Linked DNA regions of Zea mays: region 1 is linked to region 2. Evidence: chromatin contacts called from public Hi-C data. All regions are on one chromosome and are shown on one strand. The core of a region is the stretch at or near the end of the contact, and the rest is flanking DNA. Distances in the headings are between cores, read along the strand shown. Region 1 holds the start of LOC100194298 (P-loop nucleoside triphosphate hydrolase superfamily protein with CH (Calponin Homology) domain). Region 2 holds the start of LOC103640950 (condensin-2 complex subunit D3).

Region 1 (2,935 bases), core at 187-2,686, 350 kb after region 2:
TAACTTGCAAGTATGGAGATAGTCTATGGAACTCCACACATCAGTTTTGGTGATAAGCTATCTCCATAGACTATCTCACTAGCTAAACTTAGCTAGCCAAGCTAACTTGCCAAGTATGGGATGGTGTGGATCCACATGTCAGTATGTGGAAAGAAGAATTGAATGTAGCGGTCGGGATTTGGAGAATAGAGAGTATGTTGAAGCGAGATGCTACTATAGGTGACCAGATGGGCCGGGCTACATAGGCTAGCACGAGGCATATCCATTTTGGCACGGCACGTACACGACATTGACATGATAGTAACTGTGTCGGGCCGACACGAGGCCCGTCATGGGTCGTGTTTGGGCTTACGTACAAGCCCATCGAGCGGCACAAGCACGACCCATTTACTGTCGGCCTAGTTAGCACGATGCTAGGCACAGATAACCCATCAAACCGAGCACGGCCTAGTCCGACTCGTTTGTGGCCTAGCTTTATTTGTCCTAATCTAACCCACCATATATACAAAAATGACCAACTCGACCCTCACTTTCAAGCTATTTCGAGTTCTGTTAAAAAACGAGAAAATTAAGCATAAAATAGGAAAAAATAAGTTATTTTCGAGCTCTGTTACAAGGTGGGCCTTGAGCCGCCCAGCACGATAGCACGACATGACACGATAGCCCAACACGACTCGTTAAAAACTAGTCGGCCTGTGGTTAGGCTCAGACTTCGGTCCACGGACGGACACCGTACGACCCGCTATTTATTCGTGTCGTGCTTCGGCCTGATTAAATTGGCACGACCTATGACGGGCTCGGGTCGTGCCGGCATGGCATGGCCCAATGGCCACATATAGATGCTACACATAGAGTGTAATTTTTATAAAAAAGTAAATAGAGAGTCAAATAAAGAGTAAAATTAGAGAGTTGCTTGGAGATACTGTAACTTCGTAATCCCAGTAGCAGCAAGCTAAAAAAAACCCAACCATTTGATTGGGGAGAGAGGTGGGATAGAGCTGCTATATTCTGCGTTTGGTTGGAGAGCGAATGTATTGGTCGCATATTTTCATCAGATTTAAGACAAGATCACTCAAAAAATAGTGGAATCCTACTGTTCCACTTCGTCCTCTCTCTTTGCGGTGAGGACAAACAAAAAATCAAACGATTCAACTCGGCTCTCAAAATCTTAAATGGAACCACTCCACTGTTTAAATTTGGAATAGAACACCTCCACTCCTCCCACCAAACGGACCCCAAATGGCACGATAGATCCATCCACCGATGAACAAGAACGGACATGAACGTTGAACCCGAATCCAAGGAAATGTGGTTTTAAAAAATGTATTAAAATATTTTCGAAAGGGATCCAAGAAAACGCAAGAGTATGGGCACGTGTACATGACTTTGCAAATCACCCCATGATATCTCCCCATTCCAACTTCGCCACCTCCCTTCCCCCGCAACGTCCACATCATCCCAGTCCCAACCGCTCTCTTCTCTTCGAGCGCCATCGCCGTTCGAAACCAGCGCCGCCCGATCCCGAGAATACCCACCACCCCTCTCCCTCCCTCCCGCTGCCGCCCCCACCTCCAGCAGACGCGACGCGAGCGCAGTCCACCCTCTACGACTACACACACTCTCTTTCTCTCTCTGTTCTCCTTTCATCTCCACTCGTCCGCTTTGTCGGAACCGTTGCTGGTGGCTCCGGGGTTCTGCGACTGCGCATAGGGAATGGCGATGGCGGCGGCGGTTTTGGAGGAGGCGCTGCGATGGGGTGGAGGAAGCGTTGGGGACGACAACGTGGCCGCGCGCAGGGCAGAGGAGGCCGGTGAGTTGGGTTCTTGGGCACCTGCTGTGCGCGGATCGCGCTGAATCAGGGGGTGCGGCGGATTCTTTAGTGTCTGTTGTTGTAAGGCGTTCTTGGTTTTATGTGAACGCTTTGAGAAGAAAGGTTGGGCACGGATAGTCTCGTCTTTGTGTTGCGGTGGATCGGTTTGACACTGAAGTTTGATTCACTGAGGATGGTTTCGAATTTTCAAATTTGTCGGTCAATTTGGGTGTCATGATCCTCGTGGGATGTAGTGATTCAACAGCTGAACAACCTGTCTGGTAGTTTACTGTTTCAATCTGAGGTCCTGTTGAGCTTACTCGCGTAGACTTAATGTGATCCATGCTTTGTGCATCTCGGTGGGCACAGGTTTTATGTTTTCTTATTTACCCTTTTGTATATATTAGTTTGCATTAAAACGTGTATTCATGGCCACAATATAATGCTGTGCAAATTGAGCAGCTGTGCAAATTATAGTGTAGTGATTGCTTTCCCCCTTTTTTGGTGAAATGCTGCTGTGACTAACTATTGATGGTAAGCTAACATCAAGCATACCAAATCAGGAATTTGACAGCTCCTTTTAGTTGGATTTCGACCCCACCAAGAAAATTAAGTCTGGCCTTATTATTACCTGATAACCTATATGTTTCAAGGGCATCTCTGTTTGTAATTATTACAACATGTCAGAGGAAGGTGCACTTATTTCCCTTGTTGGTTAATGCAGCGATAAGAAGGCATGAAGCAGCCAGTTGGTTGCGAAAAACGGTTGGGATAGTGTGTGCAAAGGACCTGCCGGAAGAGCCCTCTGAGGAGGAATTCCAGCTTGGTCTGAGAAATGGCATTGTCCTCTGCAACGCACTGAATAAGGTCCAGCCAGGCGCCATACCCAAGGTTACACTTCTCACCTTCGATTTTCTAGTTTAGTTTGCTAGCTGTCGCACATGCCGAATATCTGATGCCAATCTTTTGTCAATGTTAATATTAACATTAATTCTAGATTGTCGGAGTCCAGTCAGATACTGCGGTCCCTGCAGATGGCTCAGCTTTGTGTGCTTATCAGTACTTCGAAAATCTGCGAAACTTCGTTGTCGTTATACAAGATTTTGGCCTCCCAACATTTGAGGT
Region 2 (2,700 bases), core at 8-2,507:
CCTCTCTCAGACAAAATATCAAGCGCCTGGGCTGCATTTATTAATGCCCGAGCTCGAACCCCTCCCACACTATCTGAGCACTTCTCCACCAACACCCGCAGACACTTCAGCCCCCAAGAGCCCTCCTCCATATCACAGGCATCCCCTTCAAATGGTAACAGCACTGGCAGCAAGGCAAGGACCAAATCCACAGCAAGCAGTCGTCCCTTTGCCTTGCCCCTTGCCATGGCCACAACATACCCTGCAAATCCCTCCCTTCCATCTGCCTCCAATGCCCGCACCACCTCGACTATCGCTTCCACCGCCAGTGCCCTGGCCTCCGCCTTGTCCGGTGCCTTTACGGCCAAGTACCTAGGAAGGTACCCCACTGCCTTCCTAACTGCTTCCTCTCCTTCCTCGGCGCCCAAAGGCACCAAGTTCCTCACAATGAACTGCACCGCAGCCACCCGTGCTGCGGATTTCGCGGCCGAGAGCACCACAGGGGCCAGCGCTCGTATCACGTCCTGCACCGCCCCGGCGTGGTAGTCGGATCCAAGGACAGCGGTGAGGACGTCAAACGCCGTGAGCTCCGCGGCGGTATCGACGAGCGACCGCCGCGCGTCCGGGTGGGCCCCGAGCGGCAGCCTCCCCGCGGCGTCCGCCAGCAGGGAGAGCGCCTTCGGGAGCAGCGACGGCGCCGCCGGCGGAGCCGCTGCTGGCTTTTGGCGCTGGTTCTTGCGCTTGCGGGGGTTGGCGGCGCCGCCGGAAACGGAGCTAGGGTTGGAGGCGGCGCTGCCGGCTCCGGAGAAGGAGGAGGCGGCCTTGCGGATGACGAGGAGGAGGGAGAGGAATGGAAGCGGGGAGAAGAGGGTGAGAAGCGGGGAGGCCGGGGCGAGGAGGAGGCGGAGGTAGGCGACGGCTGCGGGGAGCGGGTGCGCGGAGAGCGAGGCCTCGAGCGGGGGCAGCAAGGAGGATGCGGGGACGCCGGCCTCGGCGAGGCGAGGGAAGATGGACGCGACGGCTGCGGGGCTGGAGGAGAGGAATGTGATGGAGGGCAGGGACAAGGGCGGGGAGGTGACGGAGGAGGAAGACGCGCGGCGGTGGAGGGCGGCGAGCTCAGAGAGGACGGTGGGGAGGGAGCCGGAGGCGGGCGCGGGGGAGGCCGAGGATGGGGAGTCGAGGTCCATCTCATCGGCGTCCATGGGATGGGGGCGAGATCGGGCGTGGGGACTGGAGAGAGCACTCGACTGGAGATGGGGGGAAGGACTAGGAGTGTGGGAATTTTGAATTTTGCGGTGTGGAATCGGAATTTATTAGGATTCGGACGGAAATTTGCGGTGGAGGAGAATGGTTGGGCCTACTCCCACCCTACCTCCATCGTTCGCGCGGCCCAGTAATCTAGGCAGCTGCTAATTATTTGAAGTTATTTTTTAATATTGAAAAATAACTGAAATTGCACTTTCCGACTTCGAAATTTTGCAGTTATATGTACCTACCGAACGAGGACCTTTTTTTTTTACAAATCAGTCTATGTCGCTTTCTAGATGGACACCAGTAGAGACCATGGTTGTAAATGAACGAAGTCAGTCAAGATAAACCATTTCTCGTTTTATTTTTACATTTTAATTTGAAAACTGATTTGGGATTGAAATTGAAACGGTATCGGGCACGGGATGATGGAATGAAAAAACAAACTAATACGGACAAAAATGCATCGGTAAATATCGAAAATCATAAAGATAAAACGAAATCACTTTCTGTATCATATATAGTACCATCAATCAACAATAAATATAGGATAATAATATATTAATATGGGTAACATAAGTACATAACGATAAATTGATAATGTGTCTATAAAAACATGTAACAGGTTAATAAAAATGTGTGATTAATTAAATAGACATGCACAATTGAATAAGCACGATGATAGTTCAAAAAAGTCAACCACGTATAACATAGTAACTCAAACTAAAAATAACACCCTACAACTATACCTCAAAGTTCAATATGGTCACTCGTGACATTAGGACCACTATCAATATATTTGTTCTCTTTATCATCTTGCTCCTGGTCCTTCTTTCTATGTCCTTGTCATCCTATAATTAGCATGATACAATTTTGTACAAAAAATATGGGATACACCATGTGAGTATGGCAGTGGGTCGACTAACAACATAATGACGGGATATACCGTATTTGGATACGGTATAATCTCATATGAACACAAGATAAATGGAAAAGGTCGGGATATGGCCTAAACTGTTTTCATTTTGCTACTCCATTTTCGTATCGTTTTCACATTTGATGAAAATACGAATTCGAGTGGGACAAAAACTAAAAATTGGAGTGGAAGGAAGGAGATTTTTTCCTAGTCGTTTACATCCATACCACACAAGGAACTTGTGCCTCGTTGGCCGAACGGCAAGCTCCTGTCGCTTGTTGGTATTTGGTAGGGCGGTAGGCACCCTAGTGCCCAACTGTCGGGCTATAGACTACAATGAGCATATAAACTTAACTAGACATATGCTCATGCGTTGCTACGGAATCAATATGATAAAAATGCATTGATATACAAAAACACTAATTGTTTATTCTATATTGTTGTTAATATCACTAAAAGCAGATGTTTACATACCTTGCAAACATAAAAATAGAACGCACTTTCATCAAATTAAAAATAACAATGACAATGTTAAATATAAATATTAGCATCCTCAC

The links. Hi-C and Micro-C count contacts between places; a contact is called where the count stands out from the background.
Region 1: a contact with region 2 is called in a Hi-C map of ear, with 2.1 times the contacts expected there. The contact joins the promoter of LOC100194298 here to the promoter of LOC103640950 in region 2. A contact is called at or near these places in 2 of 25 Hi-C or Micro-C datasets (ear and tassel).

What each region holds. Positions count from the first base shown.
Region 1 is chr10:24,021,257-24,024,191 of Zm-B73-REFERENCE-NAM-5.0, forward strand. It overlaps LOC100194298 (P-loop nucleoside triphosphate hydrolase superfamily protein with CH (Calponin Homology) domain), which reads left to right and starts at 1,437. Exons shown (of 18, transcript NM_001359448.1): 1 at 1,437-1,810; 2 at 2,535-2,701; 3 at 2,808-2,935. The coding sequence starts at 1,714.
Region 2 is chr10:23,668,453-23,671,152 of Zm-B73-REFERENCE-NAM-5.0, forward strand. LOC103640950 (condensin-2 complex subunit D3) reads right to left here and starts at 1,258. Exons shown (of 8, transcript XM_008664389.3): 1 at 1-1,258. The coding sequence starts at 1,181.